3 separate regions of the Mus musculus genome follow, and regions 1 and 3 are each linked to region 2. The links are chromatin contacts, called in public HiChIP or PLAC-seq and promoter capture Hi-C maps. All regions are on one chromosome and are shown on one strand. The core of a region is the stretch at or near the end of the contact, and the rest is flanking DNA. Distances in the headings are between cores, read along the strand shown.

Evidence for each region. HiChIP or PLAC-seq counts read pairs in DNA pulled down with a chosen protein or histone mark. Capture Hi-C pulls out chosen DNA fragments and counts their contacts.
Region 1: a contact with region 2 is called in a promoter capture Hi-C map of adipose tissue. The contact joins two enhancer-like sites.
Region 3: a contact with region 2 is called in an H3K27ac HiChIP or PLAC-seq map of heart atrium, with 7 times the contacts expected there. The contact joins two enhancer-like sites. A contact is called at or near these places in 5 of 39 promoter capture datasets (embryonic stem cells, frontonasal cranial neural crest, maxillary cranial neural crest and 2 more), 4 of 15 datasets of contacts at CTCF or cohesin (CD8 T cells, the NIH/3T3 cell line, large pre-B cells and 1 more), 67 of 484 Hi-C or Micro-C datasets (the 63-12 cell line, the AML12 cell line, B cells and 45 more), 21 of 115 datasets of contacts at active chromatin or transcription factors (CD8 T cells, the HPC-7 cell line, the NIH/3T3 cell line and 16 more) and 1 of 9 other capture datasets (embryonic stem cells).

The regions. Positions count from the first base shown.
Region 1 is chr3:116,121,526-116,124,225 of GRCm38.p6, reverse strand. The region is part of intron 4 of Vcam1 (vascular cell adhesion molecule 1); the gene reads left to right. Among named protein-coding and RNA genes, the nearest start is that of Vcam1, 6.8 kb to the left of the region's middle. Within about 2 kb of position 1,340, at least 35 of the 459 cell types and tissues checked have an H3K27ac peak or open chromatin away from gene starts, as enhancers often do. A contact at or near this core is called in adipose tissue, where this site is marked.
Region 2 is chr3:115,645,790-115,648,619 of GRCm38.p6, reverse strand. No RefSeq gene overlaps it. Among named protein-coding and RNA genes, the nearest start is that of Gm40124, 5.5 kb to the right of the region's middle. Within about 2 kb of position 1,434, at least 33 of the 459 cell types and tissues checked have an H3K27ac peak or open chromatin away from gene starts, as enhancers often do. A contact at or near this core is called in the NIH/3T3 cell line, adipose tissue, embryonic fibroblasts and 2 more, where this site is marked.
Region 3 is chr3:115,967,854-115,970,607 of GRCm38.p6, reverse strand. The region is part of intron 8 of Slc30a7 (solute carrier family 30 (zinc transporter), member 7); the gene reads left to right. Among named protein-coding and RNA genes, the nearest start is that of Mir669n, 11 kb to the left of the region's middle. Within about 2 kb of position 1,252, at least 70 of the 459 cell types and tissues checked have an H3K27ac peak or open chromatin away from gene starts, as enhancers often do. A contact at or near this core is called in the NIH/3T3 cell line, embryonic fibroblasts, heart atrium and 1 more, where this site is marked.

The DNA of each region.
Region 1 (2,700 bases), core at 91-2,590, 480 kb before region 2:
TGGGATTTCTTTCTCCAGCACCTCCACACTTGTCCTTTACTAGCTCTTGTCATTTTGCTGTTGTTTTATTTCATGGCGTGGTCTGCCTCTCCTGCCCTGTGGATACTGGCATTCTCATGTTACTTCACCTGCTCTTCTCATTGCACATACTCAGGAATTCCACTGCCACATACTTGTTTTGACTGAATATATGCTCCTGTTCAAAATTACTTAATCTTGACCACTCTGCTTCAAGATGATTTCCTATGACCTAACTTCCTTTCCAACCAACCGTCTTACCGTTACCTAAGTCTATAATTTTTCATTTGGGATTTTGCAAGATTTTCTTAAACAACAACCATCCTCAAACATCAGCTGTATTTCTGGCATTTTATATAAGCTATCTACAGCCTCTAAGAAATAACTAAGGGGCATTTTCTATCCATTTTACAGATGGGAGAATGAAGTCTCAGATTACTAATGGCCATCAATTGACTGTACACCTAATGTTTGCCAAGAGTTTCTACTTCATATGTTATCTCTGTCTTTATCTTGCTCTGTGAGGAAGCTGAAAAACTCAGACGCAATATAATTCATCATTTGCATGGGGTCAAATGGTTCTTTCTTTCATTTATATGCTGTTCTTAATTTAAAATCCTATGCCTTTTCAATTGTAGCTAATTTTCTCTATTTTTAAAAATTATTGACCAATCAAAACTGCATGCATACATTGGGTATGGTGTGATATGTGGTATATTTATACAATGTGGAATGAATAAATCAAAGTATATACTTCAGTAAGAGCACAAAAAAAAGTATGCCTTTGAATTTGTCCATTAACTACAAGGTTCCTAAACTCAGAAACTCAGGAACTCTCTGTGTTTGCATTTGTGCCTTTGAATGGATTTATGGCTGGCTAGTATAGTACCTGACACACAGTAAGTGTTTAGTAAATATTTGCCGAATGAAAACATGAACTGTAAATATGGAGAACACATTCTTTTCTAACCTATGAAAACATGGATTTTAAGTTTAAATGGTTAAGAAAGTAGAATTCAAACACCATCAGTTACTTAATTCAGGTGGGTGGCTGCTGTTCTCAAATGATCAGAGAAGATACTAGAAAGCTGAATGTGTGGAAAGCTTGCTGTCTGTCCTGAGGTGGTTGCATTCTGAAATGATTGGCCCTGTTTCAAATGGGGGAAAAATTCATTCTGGGCACAGGAAGGGGTGGTATCATGTGAGCTATCAACCTTACATGCTGAAGTTAGAAGGGCATTTCAGCGACTTTCAAGAGCTTCTGTCCAGTAGCTTCAAGCATACACAGTGGTAGATGCCAGTCTCTTTACAGACAGGAAGTGAATCTCCTACTAAGTTCCCTGTTCTCACAGTAGCATAGGCGGAACTTGGACAACTTAGCCACTGTGTTGAATAATATCTTTGAAAATATAATAGCATATTAATGTATTTGGAGATAATTTGAGGACATCTTCTTTGGAAAAATGCTACAATACCGCAATTATGCAAACTAAAATGAGAACGGCAACTTTTCCTGGTACAGAAAAGAACCTTGCAAACTGGAGAATTGTATGCTGAGATTTCTGCCTGTCTACAGCTTGCTAGAACACTCTAGTGACGTTCTTTGGGGATTCATTTGTCACTTGCAGAGTTGTCTAGCCACTCCCAGGAATTCAGAGGAACAACAACAAACTTTAGAATTCTTTCTCTCAAAATATGTCATTTCATCCGAGTCTGAGTGTCTGGAAGCTAGAGAACACTTTGGACACTTGAATGTTAGTCCTGATCACTCAGCTTTCAACCCTGAATGACTATAAAGTATTTTGATAATGCATCAAACATATTTGATGTCACCTTAATGTCATCTTTATTTTGTCTACAGTATGATTCTGTATGATTGTCAAAGATACTACTTTATATTGAACCCTCAATATATAGATACATGTGAATAGTTCTTTTTTCTCATTAATTACTTTATTTTTTCACTTTCCATCCCAATCGCAGACCACCACACTCTTCTCTGTCACCCTCACATAGCTCCTCCCTGCATCTTCCTTCCCTTCTCTTCTGATAAGGAAGAGACCCCTGGGTACCAACCCACACTGGCACATCAAGTCACTGCAAGACTGAGCACATCTTCTCCCTCTGAAGCCAGACAAGTCACCCCAGTCAGGGGAATAAGTTCCACAGGCAGGCAACAGAGTCAGGGCTAGCCCCTGCTCCAGTTGTTGGGGGACCCAAATGAATACCAAGCTGCATATCTGCTACATATGTGTGGGGGGCCTAGGTCCAGCCTTTGTATGTTCTTTGGTTGATGGTTGTGCGGAGTATGTACTCACTTATCCGTAAATATTAGCCATAAAGTACAGGATACCCATACTACAATCCACAGGCCCAATGAAGCTAAATAACAAGGAGGATTCATGGGAGAATGCTTGATAATTAGAGGACATTTTAGTGTAGTTTCCCTGTAACTCTTTTAGATTTCATTTTACCTCTGTGCGAGGATGACTTGATTTAGTTTTCTAGAAACAGAAAAGGTTGGATCTCGAGTCAGACCTATCTCACATCAAGTTTCAGTTCTTCCACTTGCAAATTTAGTTTAAGCCATTTAGTATTTCTGAGTCTAAATGTCTTAAAGAAGAGATAGGATGAGGAGATGGAGGAACAGAATGGGAAAACACATTCTCCTGTGAGCAGAAG
Region 2 (2,830 bases), core at 185-2,684:
TCTGGGATACAGGGCTCTGCCTGGTCAATGTGGAGTGGGGATGGAGCCCAGGGCTTTCTGTATGCTAGGAAGTACTCTAACCACTGAGATACACCCCTAGTCTCTAGATATAATTATTATGGGGGAATTCTGTATAGGGAAGAAGCTGATTAATCCATCCAAAATCTCACAGGCAGTAGAAGACATCAATCTTTGTAACTGTCAGGGAGGTAGAGGACACTGTCTTCATTTATGAAGAGAAATCTAAGTCTCCAAAATATTAAACAGAGCTGATGAGAAAGCTCAACAGGTCTAAGAGTGTGCTGTATAGTCCTGGTAACCTCAGCTCTGTCTTCAGGACCCACATGAAAAAAGTAGGTATAGCGGAATATATCTGTCTGTACTCTCAACACTCCTACTGCAAGATGGGAGACTTGCCTTGAGGGGAAGCCAGCCTGGAGAGCACAGATCAGCAGGAACTTGAGAGCCTGTTTCAACAAGGTAGGGGATTGAACTGAAGCAAGAGTCTGGCTCAAAAAGTCTGGAGGACAGAATTGAATCCCCAGAGTATTTTTTCAATTTTTTTATTAGACATTTTCTTCATTTACATTTCCAATGCTAACCGGAAAGTTTCCTATACCCTCCCCTACCCACCCACTCCCAGCCTCAGCGGTCCCCTGTACTGGGGCATATAAAGTTTGCAAGACCAAGGGGGCCTCCCTTCCCAATGATGGCCAACTAGGCCATCTTCTGCTACATATGCAGCTAGAGACACAAGCTCTGGGGTTACTGGTTAGTTCATATTGTTGTTCCACCTATAGGATTGCAGATCCCTTTAGCTCCTTGGGTACTTTTTCTAGCTCCTCCATTGGGGGCCCTGTGTTCCATCCAATAGCTGACTGTGAGCATCCACTTCTGTATTTGCCAGGCATTGTTCTTGGACCTCCATGAATGCTACCCCCAACTGAATGACAAAATAATAAATAAGAGAAAAAAATGAAATGTTAGCTTTTCCCGATATGCCTATGTAGTAAAGCGATCAGTCTGGAATTCCAGTTCAGTGATATCAATTACCATTGGAACATCACATGATTCCACTCATTCTCAGTGGCAGTGGTGTCAACAGCAAACTGCTGGCCTCTTTTGTCAAGCTATGAAGAAAGGGGGAGAACTTTGCCTGGCAATTAATTCCAGAACCAGGCAAAATGCATTTTATCTCTAGAATCCCACGCCCTTCTCTTTTAAACTTATTATAGTGACTGTGATTCAAGCTCAATACATTTCCTGGAAATGAGTGTCTGTTTTCTGACTTAATTGTATGACATTCACAATTGGGTCAGAGAGTGGCCTGGCTGGCTGTGACCTCCCAGGAAATACCTCGTGAACTGATCATAGCTGCCCAGAGAAGAGTATCTCCCGGCTCATGTTTCTATGTGTGTTCCTGGAGGACTTTGGAAAGTCAATTTGATTCATTTCTCAGGCTGGGAAATGTTCCACGGTTTCTGCCCCGTTAGGCACATGTCTCTTGATAATGTGTCCCGGATGAGATCAGACACCTCCTCCTGGAGAGACTGTGCAACCTGCTTTGCTTCAGGCAGCACAGCCGAATGGCCATTACTCACTAAATAATGAAACGACCTTTTCTATTCACTCAGGATCTTGAAACTTGTTTTTAAATATAGGTTCTCCTCCATTGGGAAGGCTGACATGGCCCTGATTAAAGACGACCTATGAACCCCATGCTCTGTTAGCTGTCCCTGAAGTCCCAGAGTTCTAGAGAAGCCTAGGGCCATAGAAAATGGACCTTACTCTAAGCTGTCTCTGACAGGAGGAGCTAAAACAGAGTTACTGCCTAGTTCAATATATACCCCTTGGTCTGCTCGGACTAAAACCTTTTGCCTTCAGAGTCAGATGGAACAATACTTGTGCATTATGGGACAAGTCTAAAACCCTATAATGAAGGAAACAGAGGCAACCTGGACCTCATAGAGAGTCCTCACTCAAAATTAACGAGGACTTGGGTTTCTCTTTTGGAGGTGTTTTGCAAGCATGTCTGAAGGCCACACCCCTTTGCTGTTCAGGTTATTTCAACAAGTTGTATTTCAAGTAGGCATGGTGGCCACATCTATAATCTCCCAGCACATGTGAGGGTGAAGCAGGATGGTTGTCAGGTGTTAGGAAGCATTCTTGGGCTTCAGAGTAGATTCCAGGGACAGACAGCATCAAGGATATCCAATTCAAATCTGAAACAAGCCAGATTCTAATACTGCAAGGTGGATTTGAGCCATCAGGAACATGCAATATATGGTGGGTTTGGGGGGTAGATTCCTTGGTTAACACCAAAGAGCCCTTCTGAGTGATGTGAACTACTCTGTTCTCCACTGAGATGAGCTATTCTCCTCTTCTGAGAATTGTTTTGTGTGATGTACGTGTATATGTAGTTGTGGCATGTATAGTTGGTGTTTTTTTTTTTTTTTTTGAGACATAATCTTTGTATCTTCATTTACTATGACATTCACTATGTAGTCCAGGCTGGCCTTGAACTCACAGCAATCCTCCTGATTACATGTCCCAAATCTTCTGACTACAGGCATAAGCTACCATAACTTCTGGGTTATCATGAGAACCCTCAAGGAATTTCAGCTTGTGAGGCACATGTATCTTGAAAATGTGTCCCGGATGAGATCAGACACCTTCTCGTAGCACGCCTACGTAAGCTGGGGCAAAACAAGGAGCACATCTGATATCTTGTCATAAGCACTGTGTGTGACTTGCTAGAGGACAGGAGGCAGAGATATTTGGAAGATATTCAAGTTGTTTTTTTTTTTTCCCAACTCACCTCATCTTGAGG
Region 3 (2,754 bases), core at 3-2,502, 320 kb before region 2:
CACAGTATCCTAATCTATGGTCCCCTTCGTCCTGTTTCCTGTCGGCCCTGAGGAGTCTCGGAAGCCCAGACTTCTGAAGCCCCCCTGTTCCTAACTACTTACACCTCTGAATTTATCATCCCCATTTTCTAAAACAGTGGTGCTGGATGTAGCAGGAGTCAGTAGATAGGCCCGTCAGCACAGCAGGACTCCCGCCCTCAGCCTGACACCGTGGACTTGGTTCACAGTAGTGTTTTGGGTTCTGGAGACCCAGACTGAGGCTTGGATGGCTCGAATTATGGTTCTGCTCTCATCCATGAATGTGGATCTTGTTGTTGTTGTTGTTGCTTTTTAAGTTTCATGATTATGTGATTAAATGCCTTTTTACGGATTGTTGACACAGGATATACTTCCAGCATGCTATGAGCCAAGGCTAATAATGGAAAATAAGAATTGACACACTGTAGATTGCTTTAAGAAGTAGAGTGAGTTTTCAGAACCAGAGGGCAAAGATTACTAAATAACAACAACTCTGACATTACAGTTTAAATGAGGGCAGCCATCTCTGACCTGCAGAGATGAGAGAGTCGAGTCTTTACAATAGAAGCTTGCAAAAGCTCTGTGTGTAAGTAACATTGCAAGAAGTAGAGTTTTACTGTTACTTTAACAGAAGTCTCACTCTTCCCTCAAGAGCCATGCATTTTTTGTCAGGATCTGTCAGATAAAGGAGGAGAGGTCATTAATGAAATATAAATGTATATCCATATATCCAAATCCAGACAACCCTACTGTAGAGTTCCTTGTTTCTGACCACTGTTCATCCATGAGTCATTATAAAGGAAGCCTACTCTTACAGATGGACCTGAGTTCAGTTCCCAGCAACCACATGGTGGCTCACAACCATCTGTAATGGGATCCACCCCCCCTTCTGGTCTATCTGAAGACAGCAACAGTGTACTCACATAAATAAATACATCTTAAAAAAAAAAAAAGAAAGCATAAAACTGTACCTTACTTTCGTTGCTTTTATTTAAAGGCTTATAAGATGCCACTATTTCATATTTTCCCTTTTTCCTACCCCAAAGATGTGAAATCCTGGCATAGCTCTCTGCAGTCTTGTTTGGGATGAATGGGATCTCTCTTTGTGAAGTGGCTGAAGCCTTACACGTGAAATAGGAAGGGGGCTGTGGGGAATGGCTGACTACACAGATTGTCCCAGGCTGGATGGTTACCTCACAGTTTCCATGATCAGTATTCTGGGCAGAGCCCAGCTGCCTTCTCTGCTCAGGCCTCACAAAGCTGTAACTAATGTGTTGGCTGGGGCTACAGCCTCCTCTGAGGCTCAGGGTCATCTTGCAAACTTATGTGGTTGTCAGCAGAAATCCTGAGCATGCAGCTGTTAGCTCATGGTGGCTTGCTTCTTCAGAATCGCAGAGGAGTATTTGGCCTCAACCAATACTTTAGACCCACTCTTAAGGGCTTGGCTCTGATCAAGTCAGGCATCGCCAGGGTTTTTTCCTTGATGAACTAAAAATCAACTCATTTGTACCTCAAAATACATCTTAAATTCACTTTGCCTTAGTTGTACTCCATTGCATTGAAGTGAGCCACGGGTTTCCCACACACTTGAGAATGGGGGATTATATATCTGAGTGACTCACTAAGGGTCACTTTAAGGTATGTGACTCATTTTTTCCTTTCTCTTCTGTTTTCTAAATGTCCAGCCCCACACTTAGAAAAGAGCTAGGGTTCGTCAGTGCAGACCAGTGGCTGATGACTGGCTGACTGGGTGAGAGAGCAGAAAAGCGCAGGTCCCAAGCGCTTCCTCGGGGTCTCGTGCTGCTTTCTGTCGTCCACTGAGTGTCCTTGTGCAGGGTGTGCATTGTCTCCAGATGTTTTCTTGTTACACAGTGGTGCGATTCTGGTTCCTTAAAATAAATCAACAGAATGGCACCAGTGTTTGTCAAAACCACCAGAAATGATGGGCAAATCCATCCCTGGAGGCCTCAGATCTGTAGTCTGTAAAATGATTTTCAAGCTACAGGAGTTCAGAATTATCTGATATTTATTCAATTCCAGATTTGTTATAATTTAGAACATTCAGTGCTATTTTCAAAAAGTCTTCTGGAAATCATGTACAATTTGTGTTCATTCTAAGAAAGCAAAGGTAATTCAGTATTACAGAGTTTATGCATATTATTTGTCATATTAAACAATGGAGAGAGAAAACCATGAGATCATTGCCAGAGATGCCAAAGAGACATTTGGACAAATGCAATGGCCCTTGGTTCGTTCGTTCCTTCCTTCCTTCTTTCCTTCCTTCCTTCCTTCTTTCCTTCCTTCCTTCCTTCCTTCCTTCCTTCCTTCCATCCATCTCTGGAGAAGAGTTAGTAAATATTGATTGTAAGGTAGGTAAGGGAAAACAAGCCTAACATGTGTCTTTATAACTAAAAGTGATGTGCCTGGAAAGCAAAATGACTTGCGGTTCAGACCAGTGAGTCCTGGAGCAGATGCATTTTTTGTGCACATGCAGCATCATAGATCAGGGGTAAAAGATGCCTTTCAATAATGGCATTGCCATGTGGAAAAAGATACACTTGGAAATGTACCTTATGTTCTAGACCTGGAGAAACTGCCAATGGCTTTGAGCCAGAAAAGTCAAATGCAAAAGCACGTTAGCACTAGAAGAAGCCATGACTGAGTGACTTAGCTGCATGAGAGTACTAGTGATGGCTGTGGCTCAGACTTAGAAGGAAATGGTGGGTGAGGTGAGCC